2 separate regions of the Mus musculus genome follow, and region 2 is linked to region 1. The links are chromatin contacts, called in public HiChIP or PLAC-seq maps. All regions are on one chromosome and are shown on one strand. Each heading gives the region's core, a stretch centred on a gene start, on an enhancer-like site or on the middle of the called end of the contact. The rest is flanking DNA. Distances are from core to core; before and after follow the strand shown.

The links. HiChIP or PLAC-seq counts read pairs in DNA pulled down with a chosen protein or histone mark.
Region 2: a contact with region 1 is called in an H3K4me3 HiChIP or PLAC-seq map of neural tube, with 4 times the contacts expected there. The contact joins the enhancer-like site here to the promoter of Stxbp5l in region 1. A contact is called at or near these places in 2 of 39 promoter capture datasets (liver and trophoblast stem cells), 2 of 484 Hi-C or Micro-C datasets (cerebellar granule neurons and cerebral cortex), 1 of 115 datasets of contacts at active chromatin or transcription factors (neural tube) and 1 of 9 other capture datasets (adipose tissue).

Annotation. Positions count from the first base shown.
Region 1 is chr16:37,382,875-37,386,499 of GRCm38.p6, reverse strand. It overlaps Stxbp5l (syntaxin binding protein 5-like), which reads left to right and starts at 1,542. Exons shown (of 28, transcript NM_172440.3): 1 at 1,542-1,690; 2 at 2,795-2,988. The coding sequence starts at 2,803.
Region 2 is chr16:37,616,174-37,619,798 of GRCm38.p6, reverse strand. It overlaps Hgd (homogentisate 1, 2-dioxygenase), which reads right to left. Exons shown (of 14, transcript NM_013547.3): 8 at 3,544-3,623; 9 at 2,948-3,047; 10 at 817-941. Among named protein-coding and RNA genes, the nearest start is that of Gm46559, 20 kb to the right of the region's middle. Within about 2 kb of position 1,863, at least 42 of the 459 cell types and tissues checked have an H3K27ac peak or open chromatin away from gene starts, as enhancers often do. A contact at or near this core is called in cerebellar granule neurons, cerebral cortex and neural tube, where this site is marked.

The sequences.
Region 1 (3,625 bases), core at 293-2,792:
AAAAAAGGCAACAGGAGACAGCAAAAGACAGGTATTGTTAGGTATCTGATATAGGATTTAGAAGCACTTCAAGATCCAGTTTATAACACATATGAAATTTGTTTCCATACTTATTTTTCACTCCTCCCAAGCATGATAAGTTAGATATCATCTCATAAATCTTTATCTTATAGCCAGTAACTAATCCATTGTCTAAAGCCCTTTGAATGCTCTTTCTAAGAGAAATACTGTGCCAGGTACTAAATTAACTAGAAGCACAAAGTTCTACTCCTTAATGGTTATTAAGAAAATCACTATCTGGGTTTGACCGTGAAAGTGTGAGAGGGTTACAAAAAGAAGTGCTGCAAGTGTTAAGGAGTAGAACATTCAAAATGAGAATGTGAATACCGAGCTGAGTTTCCGAAAATCTGAGCGCGATTTGATCGCCATGGTTTCTTTGCTATTTGCCTGAGTAATTCATAAGGCATTCAAGTCTTCCCTTTCTCCCCTCTCATCTCTGACAGAGAAAGGGATGGGTCTGGAAGTGGTGTTTCATACCTAAGATGTAGGACAGTAAATATTTGGGACGATTTCTAATGATCCCTGTTGCTTAGATTAAAGTGTACAGTTAGTTATGGACCTTGAGCCTTTTACCAAAAGCCAGTCAGGGCTCAGAACTACATCACCTTCTTCACAATGGTGCGATGTTTCTTTTTCCTGTATGGAATAGAGTATTTTCCAAAATGATTCAAATGAGAAAAAAGCTTAAGATGCATCTTGTCATGATTTGAGAGAAATGTTTCCTCAAAAATTTAATTTGTCTATGTGGAGAAGGGGAACGCTGGTCTATTTCCATAGGCTGTATAAAGTAGGCAAATCATTTCCTTAAGATTTGGAAGCCAACATTTCCACCGAAAACCAATTCATTTTGGTACAGATGACTTAATGGAGAGAACTAACAGTTTGTAGGGATTATTTACAAATCTACGTTCAACGCATATAGCAGGGCAGCGAGATCGTCTATTAGATGCACCTGGCCCTGGTGAGCAGAAATAGATTCAAGGGGTGCTGGGGGGTGGGGGAAGGCTGCAAAATAAGCCCGGTCCAAAAGCCGGGTCCACAATACAGTCCAGAGCACGACCTAAGGTAACCCTTTCTGCAGCCTGGGACTCCCGGAGCGCAAGTTCTCAAGCTTGCAAGCATTCTATTGATTCACACTTGCGTCCTTCAACAGGTAGCACCAATTACAGCCCCCAAAGCACGGCGCCAAGGCATACTGGCTAGTATGGCTGTCAATCAAATACATCACCTACTTTCCTAAATGATCCCCTCCTCCTGTCACTGGCTTTTTCTCTGACCTATCCCCAAACTTCTTTCCTGCCTGGAATCCCTAAGACTTAGGTCAGTGGAGCTTGTGATTGGCGAGAGGATGTCCCGCCCCCCTGGTGCCCAGAGTGCCCCGCCCCCGGCGCGAGAGTCTGGGAGGGAGGAGGGTGCGGGCCGACTGGGGCGGGGCCTACCTCCCACGGCGGGGGCGGAGCCTGAGACAGACCCGCCCGCTCGGTTAGGACCTCGGAGAGCGCCAGGCACCAGGACCAGAGGGACCCGAGAAGCGGCCGGATCCGGGCTGGACCTTCGCCCGCCTGTGAGCCTGCAGCCTCCGCGCCCTCCGCCTCACGGGCTGGCCGGCGGCTAGTGGCGTCTGAGGAAGGTGCTAAGTCTGGGGTCCCCAGGGACACCCGTGCTGTCCCATCGCGGCTTGCCCTCACACCTGTGCGCACGCCTGTGTGTGTGTGTGTGTGTGTGTGTGTGTGTGTGTGTGTGTGTGTGTGTGTGTGCCTGTGCAAGAGGGAGAGCGCGCCCGCGCAGCTGTCTGAGGTGCGTGTGGCTTCCCGGCTGTCTGTGAGGGCTCCAGGGCTCGTAGCCCGCGGTGGTAGCCTCAGCGCCCTGCTTGGCTGGGAGGGAGCGAGAGAGCCAGCTCTGCGCGCCCCGCAGGCTGAGGCGGGACTCGGGCCGCAGGCGTCACCGCCTCACATCCCCCGGAGAGCCGCTGCTGTGCAGAGGGGGAGCCGGGCGGGGAGGGGACACGGGAGACCAGAGGCGGGAGAGGGGCAGAAGAGAGGAGCTGGGGACAGGTGGAGGCAGGCGGTCCCCGCTCGCCCCTCCCGTCGGCTGTGGCCGTGAGTCACCGCAGATGTTTTGGGGTCTAGGTTTTTGGGTATATGGGATGGAAAAAAGCCATTTTTTTTCCTGTCCCCTAGTTTCTATTGAGAAAAAGGAAGCTTTGAAGATGATGGGATTGTGTGGGGGGGAGCCCCAAACATGGTGGAAGAGTAAATACTGGTTCCCCTACAACATCGTTTTTTCCGATAATAAAAATTTATGAGTTGACCCTGAAGAAGGAAAGCCCCCCTTTCAGAACAGTCCATAGGGTCTTGGTCTGTTGGGCTCTGGTTTGATTGTATAATAATGATGATATAATGCTAATGACGATGATGACACGGCCTTTTATTTTTACCCCAGTGCTGATAAAGCATAGCTACAGCTGGGGATAAAGCCCTTGAAAATCTGAATGTGCGAAGGAAGGAATACTGTTGCTCTTGGAGTTGTGTTCTCTTTATCTTATAAAGATATCCCTTTTAAAGTTAAAATTTGAGGACATGAAGCCCGAACCCCTCTTCCCCGTCGATTACATCCAATGCTCATAAAATGGGGACTAGCTACTCCTGCCTTGACTAATGAAAAGATAGAGGCTTTTGCCCCGTAAAATTCCATGTTTGTGACCACTTCTCTTTTCCTTTTAATTTTTCGACAGTGTTTAAAATGAAGAAGTTTAATTTCCGAAAAGTTTTGGATGGCTTAACTGCCTCTTCCCCTGGCAGTGGTAGCAGCAGTGGCAGTAACAGTGGTGGGGCTGGAAGTGGCTCTGTCCATCCAGGAGGGACTGCAGGGCTTCCGAGAGAGGAAATTCAGGAAAGCCTGACTTCAGACTATTTCCAGATTTGCAAGGTAAGTTTTGAATTGGCTTTAGGGCCTGTTATATTTCTACTTTACTGTTGTGAAGAAACAAGGAGACACACACACACACACACATACATTTGCAGGGCTGGAAATTGTTGAGACGTCAGTATCAAAGAGCCTAGTACTAAGTTGATTTGAATGAATAAAAACACTTTAGATATTAACTTTGGCATCGGTTTATAAGCAACAATGGTATTTTAAAGAGAAGGAAAAGACACACAAAAAGTAGTATTTCCAAGGTGTTAAAGCCAAATAAGTGGACAAAATACGTTTGTGTATACGTACTAAACTGAAGGAGAAATGACAGCCATTTGGCTTCCTGGGTTTTCATTCTGAGAAACTGTTATTCCTTTTCTCTGTCTAGTTGTAAAATGAATAAGGCTCTCAACATGTTGCTAGAATTAAGTAGATAATAGATTAATGTGCCCAGTGACAGTGTTCTAAAATTCTAGATATTAGAAAAAAAGGGATCTTAGACCCTTGATAAGCATACAAATCCTATGGGCTCAATTCTTGTGAGAACTCAGAATTCCCAGAAAAGCAAAGCAACGTGTTCTGATTCAGAGGAAAACATTTAGGCCATTATACTTTGATTTTGAGCTTCCAATGAACAAGCAGAATTTTG
Region 2 (3,625 bases), core at 614-3,113, 230 kb before region 1:
GTGGCATTTATTACATGATTAATCTGTTCTGACATTACACACTCAATATGTTAAATAATGAGACATAGTAATAACCTGGCATGATGGCACACACCTATAATCCTTTCTCTTGGGAGATAGAAGCAGAAAGATGAGGGATTCAAGGACACTCTAGCTACAAAGCAAGTTCAAGGTCAGCCTGGGCTTCATGAGACATTGTCTCAAAAAATAAACAAAAGAAACATATAGTATTATAGCATAGGTTGTATATTATATTATTATTTTTATGTGACAGGCCTTCTGTGAAGGGACAAAATGTTGTCATGTCTTAAAATTAATTTTATATTATTGCCTGTGATTTCATGTCCTCAGTTTACCAGGTCTCTGGTATAGTTGAAGCTAATCAACTAAATTCTTTCCATTTTGTGCCAAAAATCAATCATCTGTATCTGAAATAAGGGGGTCATTGAGGGGTCTCAATCTTGGCTTCTCCTTGTGATGAGTCATCTTCTTTTTCAGATCATATTAGGAGGCCTCTATGTTATGTTTCCCACGTCACTCTTAGAGACCCGGACAATGTTAAATTTCCATTGCTAGCTGAGGAGGTGCACAATCTCGAGAGTCAAACACTTGGGGGGTTTTAACCGTGGTTCTGCCACATAGCACCATGAAGTAATTATCACCATCTGACCTGTTCCCATGCTATGTAATTGCCAGTACCTTAGTGTGTAATAAAGACAAAAGGGTGTATGCAATGTACCTAAGGCTGGCCTTGGCTATCAACTGGTGCTCCATAACTCTACACTCACTCCCTGGCTACCAACAATCTTACTGTACCTGTTTGCAAGCAAACAGCTTGCCCTGGAATTTATTAATCACAGTGTAACCACCTGGCACTCGACGATCTTCATACCAGGCAACGGGAATCAAGAAATCTCGAGGATTGGCCAAGCCATTTGCTCCTAGAAAACACAGGAACCCAAACTCCATTTAGGTATTTCCAAAGTCGAAGGAAAGAGGCCCACAAGGGAATCTTCTTCTGTGTCACAAGCCATGCCACAGGTTACTTTCTTCACCAAAATCCTTGCTAGATTCCCAGTCAGGGCTCTATAGCTCAGTGCCTGTCTAGTGTATGTGAGGTCCTAGGTTCAACCCCAAGCACTCCGGAATCTGTTGGATCCCAGTTTGGTAGATGTGTCAGAAGAGCTTAGAGATTTGGTTGGAAAAGAAAATTTCAAAAGTCCTCATAAGCAGTGCCATGTCCTGGAACTGAAGAGTGATTATGTTCATATGGCTTTTGTATGTGTGTTACATGTGAGGAAAAGGGAGAGGGAGAGAGGGGAGGATCCAAGGAAACTGCAGATGTCTGTCCAAGGAAGCACTGGGGACTCTCCTACATATCCTCAGACCCTGATCTCATACAAAAAGGTTATTAGCTACTGTCCCAGGCAGGCCTCTGTCAGCGAGCCAGAACTCAAAAGCCAGAACTATAAAGCTGCTGTCCAGCCTAAAAAAGTATCTGCTTGCCATTCAGGGAGGAAGAACTGACAACCTGCCTGCTTAGCTTTGTTCAGGAGTGAGTGTTCCCTCCAGAGAAAGGAAATAAATCAAAAAGACAAAATATGAAAAAGCGTAAGTGCAAAAACATAATTTAACTCAGAGAGGAAAGGCCTGGGGAGTGTTTTATCATTTCCAGCTCCTGGGGTTAAAAAAAAAAAAGCGCCCAGCTGGTTAGTAAATTATATATATTTTCCAGAGGGTACATGCTCTGTGGAACCTGGAGGCTCTGCTGCCTGCACAGCAGCAGGAAGCTAGACCAAAGTGGGAAGAGTGGGTGGCAAGCAGGATGACAGACGGCCCACCATGGCTCCAGCTGCCTCTCTGCTGCCTCCCACCTTCCTCTGAATATTTGGAGCCCCAGGGGAGTGACCAGAAGGCACATGCTGGCCTGTCCTTGTTGCTCTGAAAAGCTGTTGACAGGGAAAGAAAGAACTGGAAGGTATGGCCCAAGCAGAAACCAGTGGCCGATTTCTCCAGCTCTCCTCAAGAGAGGCTTGAGAAAAACTGCTTCTAAGTTCATCTCTTCCCTCCCGTGCATCCTCCCTTCAGCTGCTGGAAGACTAGGAGCTGGGAGAGCTTGTCTGGAAGCTTTAATCTGTCGCACAGAGACTGTTGTTTCCAGCTCCCTCATAGAATGTAGGAATATGCTTGTTACTGTTAAGTGTATGGATTTTGTGAAGTGTGCTCAGAAGGAATGTGACGTTCAAAGATCATGTGTCACCCAGTTCAGTTCATATTTCCAAGGCAATAGACTCCATGACATTTTTTATGGCTGGAAACACACAGCTCATTGACTGAAGAAAACATTATTCACAAAGCTTATTCTCATCTGATACATTTGCTTAAGCTGTTCCCTTTCCGCTTTACTTCTCTTTAATATGCCATCAACAATTAATTGAATCTCAGGGCCAAGGAGCTCAGATGGTAAAGTCCTTGAGTAGCAGAAAGCCCTGGGTTCAGTGCCCTGCACCGCATGGGGCTGGGCATGGTAGCAAACACCTATAATCCCAGCACCCAGGAAGAAGTTCAAGGCTGTTCTTATCTATACAGAGAATAAGAGGTCAGCCTGGGCTATGAGAGACTCTGATTTAAAAAAAAAAAAAGAATTTAATCAAGTCTCAAATCTCATCTTTGGTAAAGCTATTTTTGTTAACCCCTTTTGCATCCCTTATAATATAAACATCTAACCAGAAACCCATTAAATGACTTTATTGCCATTGTTCTATCTTATTGTTTTAGAGGAACGTATAATAGATTGGTTTGGACCATTTTCTATTGTTCATATATCTTGTAGGCAGGCATTTTGTCTAAGGAAGTTGTCTGAAGGGGGAAGTTGAAGTTTGAGTGTGAGAGCCAGGAAGAGATGGGAGGAGATGAATCTCAAGCAAGGCTTGGGGTGAAGATTTACCGATGGGTCCCAGGTCAGGTAACTCAAAGTGGACACCATAGACCTCCAGGATGTAGCCCCTGGTCTCCTCAAAGACATCGACGCTGAATCGCATTCCTCTCTGGAGGACAGAAGCGTGGCATCATCAATCATATTCTTGCAGTTATATGCAGAAATAAAGTGCTTGTGTTCCCAAGGATGCTGTTCCAGGTGAGCAGATTAAAGATGGGCCACAAAGGAAAAAAAATCTAATTCCTAATCATACCAATAATTAATGTCTTATTGGGTCCAGAGATAACAGCAGCCCCCAGTTAGCCACAACTCAATATATTTGTGAATACCTTCACCGTCTCCTGTCTCTGACACAGCCTGAAGCAGACTACTAACACTTAGGGAAAGGAAGTGGTAACCACTCTCTGCTTGGTGATTGTGCGCTATATTAAACAAAGCAGGCACCAAGCCCGCTTACCCCGAAGCCTTCTGTTTAACTCTGACTCCTCCCTATGGTCGCCCAGACATGACAGAGACATTTTAGGGTTAGAAATAGCAGCAACTGAAACATCTGATTGCTCCCAAATTAGGGAGAAGTGGTGGGGAGAGGGGGGCTCAGAACCAACCTGAATGACGCAGATTTCATTGGGCTGCAGGGACATCTTGCCAAACTCGGTGTAAATGAGAAGTTTCCCTTTCTGGGGAACT